Regions from separate parts of the Mustela erminea genome. Here region 2 is linked to region 1. Evidence: chromatin contacts called from public Hi-C data. All regions are on one chromosome and are shown on one strand. The core of a region is the stretch at or near the end of the contact, and the rest is flanking DNA. Distances in the headings are between cores, read along the strand shown. Region 1 holds the start of HPDL (4-hydroxyphenylpyruvate dioxygenase-like protein). Region 2 holds the start of UROD (uroporphyrinogen decarboxylase).

Region 1 (5,314 bases), core at 929-3,428:
CCAAACGGTCCCCAGAGTCTACTCCATCCAGCCGGAAAAGGCCCGGCCCGGGCCAGCAAGTCCTGGATAATTTCTTCCGGCCTCACCTCCCCACGGATGCACCCCACCTCAACAGTACGGCCCAGTGACGCCTCTGCAAGCCCCCACTTCCTGAGAATCCGTTTTTAGCTTTTTTTTTTTTTTTTTAAATAAAGTACTTATTTTTATAGTCCTTTTGGAGACTTTCCACCTCCTCCCTAGCCCACTCATTCTTCTCCTCAGAGGGGCCCGGAAAGTGGTGAAGTCCCGCACTCCCAGCCAGCCCGGGGCAAATGGAGGTGAGTGTTCTGTCCCGAGTGATCGTCCTCCCCCAGCCCCCAGGAGAGAGGAAGAAAGCAGCTGCAGTGGGCCCCCTGCCCAAGGCCTCCCCACCCACAGAGGCTGCTCCCTAGGGAGAAGGGAACCGGGAGGATTTGTTCTGTCTTAAATTCCTACCTTAAACACTAAATTTATTTCTGTATTGTTTCATATGTAGTGAAACAATACAGCGAATCAAGGGTTAATAATCATAAAATTGGGGGCTATGGTGGAGAGAAATGGGATCAGAGAAGGTCACAAAGATGGTTCAAAAATATCGGTAAGTTCTATTTCCTACTATAATTCCTTTATCATTCTTTATGTTAGTTATAGACTACGTAAGAACATTTCATGGTTTTAAAAAAAAAAAAATCCCACCTCTTTGGACCCCAGTGAGAGCTTCAAGTTCTGGTAGGTACCGAAGACATGGTGGCTGTACCTGGCCCCTGGAGACAAAGCCCTTCACCCCAAGCCTCTGCAGGTGTTTCTCAGTTCAGCTGGCCCTGTGCTCCAGTATAGGAGGCTGAAACCAGCCGCAACCTTCCTCAGGTTTCCCATTCCCTGGTGGCTTGCTCCTGCACCGACTGCCATAGGGCCCGGATGTTGCCCTGGCCAAAGCCTGTGGCCCCCTGCCTCTGAATCAGCTCCAGGAAGAAGGTGTCCTCTGGAAAGAGAGACTTGGTGAAGACCTGAAGCAGAAACTTGCCTTCATCGCCATCCAGCAGGATCCCCTGTCGGGCCAGCAGGCTAGGCTCATGCCCAGCAGCTAGGATCTGCCTTTCCTTGCCTGGCTGCTGGTAGTATGCCTCAGGAGGAGCCAGCAGCTGGCCCCCAGCTGCTGCTACCCGCTCAGTGGCTTCTACAATGTTCGGCGTGTAGAGCCCCACGTGCTGCAGTCCTGGTCCCCTGTGCCGGGTCAGGAACTGCTCCACCTGGTCCTGTCCACTAGAAGCCCCTGGTAGGGTCTCAGCCAGCACGAGAGTGGGGACAGCACTGCCTGGTGGGGTCTGCAGGGCCGTGAGCTTCAGTCCCCCTCTCCCAGCTCCTGCTGTCACCTCGAGGCCTGTCTTGGGGTCCTCACCTGGACTCAGTGGCAGGTGGCGAAAATCTAGGCAGTCGTGGAACCAGCGCATCAGTGTGGGGGAGCTGCCAGGGATGCAGGCCAGGGTCAGGTGGTCCACGTGGCTGACCCAGCCCGGGCTGGCTGCAGAGGATACGGGCTGGAATCCTGGGAGGAAAGGCCCTCGGACGCCCGCACGCTCCAGGAGTGTCAGGCTGAGGTTGCCGGCAGGCGAGCGGACCACAGCGTAGGTGGCTGTGCCCTGCGTATCCCTCACGCTAACCGGGGGCACCGGCACGCTGCAGCCCTGCGCGACCAACGCCCGGGCGGCGGCGCCCGCGTCCGCCACGTCGAAACACAGGTTGGTGGCACTGGGCACAGCATGACGTGGGTCCAGGCCGTACAGCGGCTCCCCCAGCCCTGCGCCCTCGTTCACCAAAAAGACCGCGTCGCCGCTGCGCAGGGCCAACTGCCGCCAGCCTTCTGCCTCCCGCACGGCCAGGGGCTGGAAACCGAAGAGACGCTGCAGATCCTGGGTCAGGGGCTGCCCCGCGGGCACGTGGAAGGCAATGTGGCACAGACGACGGGCGTGCACGGCCATGGCGGTCCGGGTGATGACCCTGGCTTGTCCTTCCCCCTAGTAAGGCCGCTCACCTGGCTTTTCAAGACTCCCGGACTCTCCGTCCCAGGTTTGTCGTCAGAAGCTAGTGGAGTCCAGTTTTGCCTTCAGAGCGCATTCCTCGCTCTTTTCTGAGGAAGTCACAGACTCACCCCTTTGGGGCTCGCGGGGCAGCGTTGGGACCACGCGGTCTGCGGGGCCAGTGGTGAAAACCACGTGGAGCCAGAGCTGGGGTGCAGCCGGAGGGATGGGGCGGCGCCAGGGACCGCGGCTCACACTCTCCTCCTCCCACGCAGACCGTGTCGCCAAGGGTACAGCGGGGACGCAGGACTGCCCTTTCCCAGAGCCTGTTTATGGGCCATGCCCTCGGGCACCGAGCCTCCCTTCTCCCACAGCCCCGGAGACCACAATAGCTGCCTTCACTTGGTGCCAGCGGCCGGGCTTTCTCTCCTCCCCTAAACTTAAGAGCAAAGGAAACCAATCCTAGCTGGGGGAGGAGCCAGAATTCCTAACCGCTTACCCCCGCCCCTGCCCCAAGCAAGGAATTTACCAGTGTCAAGTTTTAGCTTAAAAATTCTAGAGAATTTTGCCTTTGACGCGTAATGTTCCTTTAAAACTTTAAAAATATCAAAATATTTTTTTACAGATTTTCTTTCCCTCCCCAAATTGGTCCAGAGAAACTGATGTTATAGGAAGCTAGGTCATTTGTATGGCTCCTCAAATCTCTTTCTCTCTGTTAGTCTCTCAACTGCGCCTCTTTCTTCAACCCCACTTCTCTCTCAACAATCTTTTGACCCTGACCCAAGCAAGATTTGGAGAAAAAAACTGGTGGCACAGGACCTGAAAGAAACAGCTGCATTAGTGTCCTTTCTCTCCCTCCTGACCCTAAAGGACTAGAACTCAAGCCCTTCTTGTAGCTTCCTGACTGGGTATTGGGCCAGAGAAGCTTTCTATAGGCTTTTCTGGGCTTGAGACCCAGAATTGTGTGAGATCACTGGATTGAGTAGAATTGAGTAGATAATAGGAGTCTTCTGAGACTTCAGCGGGTGGCTCTTGGAGGGTTTGGGAAGGGCACTTCAGGGGTAAATGGCATAAGCAAAAAGGTCAGGAATGCGAGCCAAACCCTCAGAGGAGCAAGAGCATAAGACTGGGGAGACATTTGGGATAGATGCTATGGTTCCAGGCATTGCAAAGGAGATTCCTTTGTCAGGGAGCAGATATGATACCATTCAGTATTACGTCATTGTCAAGTTCATTGGCAAGAGGAAGAAGGTTGTGATGGAGGCACAGGGCTGAGAAAAAGAGGTCTGGCTGCGTGTTTAGTCTTGCAGTCAGGTAGGCAGTACCAAGAAGCTGATCAGCAATGGTAAAATACACTTGGTGCTACTCTGCAGACTAATAAATTGGAGAACATGGGTTCCAAAAGCTGGATAGACCCGGGTTTGAAAACTACCTCCAATATTTAGTAGCTGTATGACTTGGAGCAAGTTGCTTATCTTCTCTGAGACTTGATTTTCTCCTCTGTAAAAATGGGAATAATAATAGTACCTACTTCATAGGGTTGTTGTGATTAAATAAGATAGTATATTCTGCAGCCTGGCAAGGGGTCCAGGATTTAGCCTATGCGCTGAAGCCCAGCTATGTGGGATCAGGACATACAAAGTGGGTTTGTATGTCACAAGGAGAGGGGCTGCAGTAGGACTCAGAATAACAACCACATTTGGACCGCCCCCCCCCCCCAGGTTTGAGCACTGGGAAGGCTCTAGGAAGGCCCTGGCTTTGGTGTGGATTCTGAGGTTAGGGCCTCTGGGGATAGCGCTCTGTGAGGGTTGGGGCAGAATAGGTTATCTTCTGTCCACGCTATCATGATCAAGGCCCCAGGTGAGCAGCTCTAGTGCCTCCAGGCCTTTGGTCCAGCCAGAGGGGTTTCCACTCAAGGGCCCTATGTACCGACAGAGGGCACAGAAACGGGTCCCCTAAACCCATCACTTCCCACCTGGTCCTGAGGAAGAGGGTAGATTTCTAAAGGCCAAGAAGGGTCTGACTTAAAGAAAGGGAGATCTTAGTTAGGGCATATTGCCCTGCAACAGCACTGTGCTTGACCTTGACCCAGAGGTCATTTTGGGGGGCGAGGGGGCAGAAAGGGTAGAGGTGGTCATTGATGTTGGTTCTCTCCCCCGCCTCGCCAAGCCAGACTCCCATTCCTGCAGCCCTGCTGGCATCTGGGCTGTGACCAATGTAAGACCGCCATCTCCTCCCGGTCAGGACCCTGGGGCAACTTCCGCGTGATGGCGTCCTCCGTGCCTGTCCGCGACTGCCTTCCTGCTGGGTCTATGGATGCTAAGGGTGGGCGCTGGAGGGCACGTAGGTCCGAGGGGTGAGGCGATGGCGCTGCAGGAGGCCTCGTGCCACATCCGCCTTCCACAGCGGCCAGGTCAGCGGCGGTGCAGGGGTGGGGAGCCGGCTGTGGAGGTGCTATACACGTCCTGAACCTGTAGAACCAAGTCCCTTCCGCAGCTCTCAGCTCCAGCCCGGGGGCTGGCGGAGGTGCACGCTTCTCCCCTCAAAGCCTGACCTCACCCCGTCCCGTCTCCCCTCTACCAGCCTGAACTGAAAGTCCTTTTCCGGAACTCGCGCCTCTCAGGTCCCATCCCGTCACTCTCCTTCCCTCCAGGGCCAGGTGGGCGATTGTCAGCTGCTGCTCTTTAACATAACCTCTAGGTGTCACCCTTGCCCTCAGCTTAACCCGCTCCTCCCAGCCCCTTTGCTCCCCACTTCTCGCGGAGGCGGCTCGGGTGGTTCTTTCCTTTCTCTCGGGTCACCGGCATCTGCCCCTGCCCCTGCCCCTGCCCCTCCTCCATCCGATTTCGTTTCTCTCCGAGTCTGTGGAGTGCTTGACATTTTACAAAGGGTGGCCTGGAAGACCTCACAGAGAAGGTGACTTGTGTGTGTGTATGCATGTGTGGCAAAATACACATAACATAGTAAGATTTATCTTGCTAGCATTTTGTAAGTGCAAGTTCAGTGGTATTAAGTACCTCCATCTCCATCATCGTCTAGGGGATTCTTGCCCTATTCCCCAGCTGAAACTCTGTCCTCCTTAAAGACCTCTCTACTCTCTCCTCCCGCCAACCCCTGGAAGCCCTAGTCTACTTTTGACTACTCTAGGAGCTTCATATAAGTGAAATCATGCAGTATTTGTCTTTCTGTCCATTATTCCCCCTTAAAAGGACTTAAGGTCAGCAATGATTTTCACGTTGTTCAGTGGACAACCTTCAGATCTCACCTCACTGCCTCTC
Region 2 (5,314 bases), core at 1,388-3,887, 300 kb after region 1:
GTGGGCCAAGATGCCCTGCATGGGACTCAAAGAGCTGCAATGCCTACAGTTCGAGGGGAGGAGGGGATGGTAAAGACAAATACATAACACACAAAGTATCTCACACCCCACACACACCACGTGTCTCAATTTCTCCCGAGTAACTTCAGACCCTCATACTGCCTAAGCCTATAAATCCAGTTCCATTCAAAAAGTTCTGCTTTCTCCACATACCAGTGCGAGCTTTGGTCTTTGAATGCATATTAGCACTGCCAGTGTCAATGACAAGTTTGGACCTAGGTGCTCCAGTCAGATCATCGTAGGCCAAGCTTCTTTCCTGCTGGGCATTATGACACCTACCCTCTCAGGTGTAGGGAACCATACTGCTTCTCATTCTTCTAGACCCCAAGTCTATTCCTTTCCCTCAGGACCCACCTGGGCACCAGCAGCCACTTGTCCCACAAGATATGGGACCAGAGCATCAGTGAGGATGCGAAGCAGCTGGTGACTAGCCTGTGGTTTCTGGTAAAGCCAACGCTTGGCCTGAGCCATGGTGCTTGAGCCGCCACCCTCAATCATGTATGTCATCAGAGTCCACTGCAAAAAGGATACAAAGAGAATGTCATAGGTGTAGAAGCCAGACTGATACCTACTTCCCTTGTCTACACCAGACCCACCAGAATGATCTCCCCATGCCCAAGTCCCTGCCTTGTTCCACATTACCGGGGCACCAGCAAAGCCAATCAGCGGCACACGCCCAGCCAGCTGTTGTCGGGTAAGGGTGATGGCCTGGAACACATAGCTCAGTTCAGAGGTCACTGTTGCTGGATCCCGGAGACGTTCTAAGTCCCGTTCTTCTCTTAATGGCTCTGGGAAGCTGGGCCCTTTGCCAGGTACCATAGTCACCTCCATGCCCAGTGCCTGGCAAGGAAGAAAATACCTGGATTTCCTACCTATAACTCTAGGAGAAAAGGCTCTGTTCAGCCCATGTCAAGAAGGAAGAAAAGGAAAATGAAACTTGGTCAAACTCCATCTCTTTCAGCCCAGTTTTTCCATCTGTCCAGTGTAGATAAGTGCTTATCTTGAGCCTTGGCTACCTTTACTCTTTCTTACCCATCAGGTTTGAATGGGTACCTGGGGTACAACAAGGATGTCAGAGAAGATGATGGCAGCATCCAGAGGGAAGCGACGCAGTGGCTGTAGGGAATAGAAGACAGGTTACTAGAAGGCAAACTGAGGGCATAAATACCTCCCTTTTTCATAGAGGCCTCACCTGCAAAGTCAGTTCACAGCAGGCCTCTGGGGAGCGACAGGTGCTGAAAAAGTCCTGGGCAGCCCGAGTTTCCCTAAACTCTGCAGACAGAAGAGGGAAAGCTGGGCCGAACTCTGAGGAACCTCTGGATCCCTCCCCTGCCCCTCAAAAATCTTTTCACTCTCCAGAGTTTCACTTGGATTCCTGGGCCCGACCCTCACCTGGTAAATAGCGGCCTGCCTGCCGCATGCACCAAACGGGAGTATAGTCTGTGTCTTCTCCCCAGGCTGCTCGCAGGAACGTGTCATTCTTCAGCTCTGGAAAACCCTGGGATCTGGAGATCAGGAGGGGGAAGGGGTAGGTGTCAGTAAGCTTGGACAAGAGTTGGGAAAGGCCCGGGTTCTTAAGGCGGATTCATTCTGACACCACTATCTGCCTTCTCCAGCCAGTTCCTAAGCTGTGGCTCCCCGCCCATTCCATTTCTTCTTTGCCTATCAGATGGTGCACAAGACTAGAAGGGCCCGCGCTGGGGCCTCTATCTTCCACACAGCCCCAACTCCCCCAAGTTCAAAGCCACTGGAGAAACTGGGGGAAGGGCGTAATGAAAGCCCAGTAGGAACTGATCAGGGTCTTTGGGCCAGAAAATCTCAGGAACAGGGCTACCAGTTGGCTGGTTCGGAAGCTGGTAGATCCCAGGCTAGGGTACACTGAGAAATCAGAGAAGACGGTCCCAAAATACGGATCCTAACTGAGGATTAGAAAATCCTGGAGGCATCCCCTAAACGAGTCTCAGGAATCCATGTATAGAGGATTAGGGATTCCAGAGACAGGAATCGGGTTGGGAACTCTCCAAGGTCGGGAAAGAGGGGTATAGGGACAGATTCCTGAGTTGGAAGAGTCAGGTCAGAAACCACGCCGGCCATACCAAGTGGTGCAGAGAACTCACCCCGACCCGTTCGCCTCCATGATAAGCCGTGGCTAACTGCGAGCAGAGTCTCCACCGTAACGTCAACCAGAGTCTGTGAGATCAAGCTCCACCCCTTCCTGGAGGGAGCCAGGGTCGGCGCCATGTTGAAAGTCACATGATCAGACACTGGCATTAGCTCCGGGGCTGCCCTGGGTGCTGCCGGTAGGACCCCCGACAACCTTTCTCCACCGTAAAATCCGCTGTAGCGTCGCAGCAACAAACGCCCCCACGCTTCTCCTACCCTCCCCACCGCCAAGAACTCCGCAAATAACTACCCCTTACCGTGGCATCAGGAATCTCCTCTCCTCTGATGGCCTGGAAATCCGAGAGTTTCAGCCGAGACTCACTTTTACTCCCATGCTCCATGATTCTAACAATCTTAGGCCTGGCGACCAGGCAGGCACACAGTGGATTAAAGAACCAAGCTCTACAGGGAAATGAAATAATTAAATATTTACGTTACCGGGGCACCTGGGTGGCTCAGTTGGTTAAGTGTGCGGCTTGTGATTTCGGCTCAGGTCATGATGTCATGGGTCCTGAGACTGAGTCCTCAGTGGGACCCCACACTCCTCTGGGAGTCGGCTTGGGATTCTCTCCCTCTGCCGCTACCCGGAACTCAAGTGTGCGCAGGCACAGTGCGGTATCTCTCTCTCACTCTTAGAATAAGTCTTTTTAAAATATATATTTATATTACCTACTAAGAGGCGGGCACTATATATAGTAGATGCAGAAGTTAACAGTGGTCACCAAGACAGCCCTTTCCTTTAAGGAGCTACAGACTGGTGGATCAGCGATCATAATAGTAAATGTTTCAAGAGGAAAAAACCAGAAGTAGCTAGCAAGGGCTCTTCCTGTAACTAGGGAAAGCAGTAGGGGTGTTCCAAATAGAGGGAACAGCAGGTGCAAAGAGAAGAGGCAAAAGAACAAATGGCTATTGTGGGAACCAGAAGACCCATCTGCTGGAATTAAAGAGGCTAGAGGTGTCTTCAGAGTCCAGGTCATGCATGCCCTTATGAGATTCACTTATCCACTTTATTCTGTAGTAGCACCGTAGCATACAAACAGCTTGGAGAGAAGGGAAGAGGGGCACTATGTTCCCAGCTTTCTAAGGAGAAAATAAAAGGAAAATCGTCAGAATTACACGGGATCAAAAATTATTTCTTTCTTGATAACTTTGATTATTTGAAAACTAAATCAAAACAAAGTTTCCATCCAAATGTCCATCAACGGATGAATGGATAAACGATATGTAGTGTATACATAAAACACAGTATTAGTCGACCCATAAAAAGAAATTTAAGTTCTATTCATGCTATGATATTGTTGCAATATTATTCTAAGTGAAATAAGACAGACCCAAAAGGAAAATATTATATGGTTCCATTTATGAAATATCTAGAATAGGCTAATTCATAGAGACAGAAAGTAGATTAGAGTTTATCGAGTAGGCCATGAGGAGTTATTGCTTAAAGAGAAAGCCCTGCTGTTTGGAATGATGAAAAAGTTTTGGAAATAGGTAATTGTACTCTTAAAGTGGTTAACTCAGCAAATTTACACTTATTTTACTACAGTTTTTAAAAATATATAAAAAACCATCATACATTTTAAATGGGTGACTTATATGGAATATGAATTATATCTCAAAAAAAACTTTTTAAAAAACTGTTTGCCAGGGAGGGTGGGAGACAAAGTTTCCTTATACTTCACCAACAGCTCCTGTACTTTTTTTTTTTTTTTTTGCCTCCATCCTATCTACCCACCTTGGACCTATCTTCCCGCATTGGACCTTTCCTCTCATCTGGTTCAGAATTACTGGGAGAAACTGGATAATGATCACAAGTGTCCTAGGATTAGGAGTAACAACCAGGATGAGCGCTGAACAACTCAAGGCTCCTATCAGTGGCAGGGCTAAGGAGGGGATTATTCTCCCAAATATTTTAGCAATACTGCCCCTAGGATGAGGAGCTAAGAGGATGTCTGTTAGATTTTTAGAGTCTTCTGGTTGTGTGTGACTCATCAGAGTGGGAATGCAAAAACGGGCCAGAGAACCAGAAAAATGTCTGTTCCAATGATCCAGCCTAGATAGGATAGCGGTTCAATGAGGGCATAAAATGGTGGAAGCAAAGAGGACAGACAGGGAGAGATGGATCAGGTAAAGACAACTGAACTTGGGTCTGGTTGGCCCAGCACGAGGCACATTGGTTTGTAGTAAGTTTAAGTATCTGAGTACACAGGTTAATACGGCAGGCGCTCTGGGTGCCCTTAGTCCAGAACTTACGGCGAAGGCTGGCCGAAGGCGGGGCCGAGCGTGGTGGGAAGCTTGGTCAGCCTTCGCGGCTGCGGCTCTGGGAGCCGAACCGCCGCTCCTGGGCTCTCCTTTGCCACTTCACCATGGCAGGCCCAGGACCGGGCGCGGCTCTAGAGTCCCCGCGGCAGTTGCTGGGCCGCGTGCGCTTCCTGGCAGAGGCAGCGCAGAGCCTCCGCGCTGGACGGCCGCTGCCGGCGGCGCTGGCGTTCGTGCCACGCGAGGTGCTCTACAAGCTTTACAAGGACCCAGCGGGTCCGTCGCGCGTGTTGCTGCCCGTGTGGGAGGCGGAGGGCCTGGGGCTGCGTGTGGGAACGGCGGGCTCCGCCCCTGGTACCGGCTCCGGGCCCCTCCGTGCGGCCCGAGACAGCATTGAGCTCCGGCGCGGCGCCTGCGTGCGAACTACCGGCGAGGAACTGTGCAACGGCCAGGGGCTCTGGGTGAAGCTGACCAAGGTACTCCCTGGCCTGCCCTGGGCCCCGCAGAAGACCCCTGGCGCCAGGGCAGCTCCAGGCCGTTCCCTTCCCATCCCCCACCTTGAGGGAGCACTGCGTTCCGTGTCCTTTGCCTTGGGCTGGGCTGGGCAGGGCGCTGGGCAGTTCGAGACGGCTGTCCCCGTCTTGCGCGTCCCGGCAGGAGCAGCTGGCAGAACACCTGGGTGACTGCGGGCTGAACGAAGGCTGGCTGCTGGTGTGCCGACCGGCGGAGGGCGGGGCCCGCCTCGTACCTATCGACACTCCAGACCACCTCCAACGGCAGCAGCAGCTCTTCGGCGTGGACTACCGACCCGTGCTCAGGTCCTGCACTTGAA

What was found. Hi-C and Micro-C count contacts between places; a contact is called where the count stands out from the background.
Region 2: a Hi-C map of spleen shows a contact between it and region 1, with 4 times the contacts expected there. The contact joins the promoter of UROD here to the promoter of HPDL in region 1. A contact is called at or near these places in 2 of 3 Hi-C or Micro-C datasets (fibroblasts and spleen).

What each region holds. Positions count from the first base shown.
Region 1 is chr10:74,455,843-74,461,156 of mMusErm1.Pri, forward strand. HPDL (4-hydroxyphenylpyruvate dioxygenase-like protein) reads right to left here and starts at 2,179. Exons shown (of 1, transcript XM_032361157.1): 1 at 604-2,179. The coding sequence starts at 1,997. The coding sequence ends at 882. MUTYH (adenine DNA glycosylase) reads left to right here. Exons shown (of 17, transcript XR_004289824.1): 16 at 1-317.
Region 2 is chr10:74,753,709-74,759,022 of mMusErm1.Pri, forward strand. UROD (uroporphyrinogen decarboxylase) reads right to left here and starts at 2,638. Exons shown (of 9, transcript XM_032361609.1): 1 at 2,178-2,638; 2 at 1,453-1,565; 3 at 1,114-1,176; 4 at 703-900; 5 at 415-576; 6 at 1-43. The coding sequence starts at 1,539. HECTD3 (E3 ubiquitin-protein ligase HECTD3) reads left to right here and starts at 4,479. Exons shown (of 21, transcript XM_032361605.1): 1 at 4,479-4,958; 2 at 5,140-5,300. The coding sequence starts at 4,590.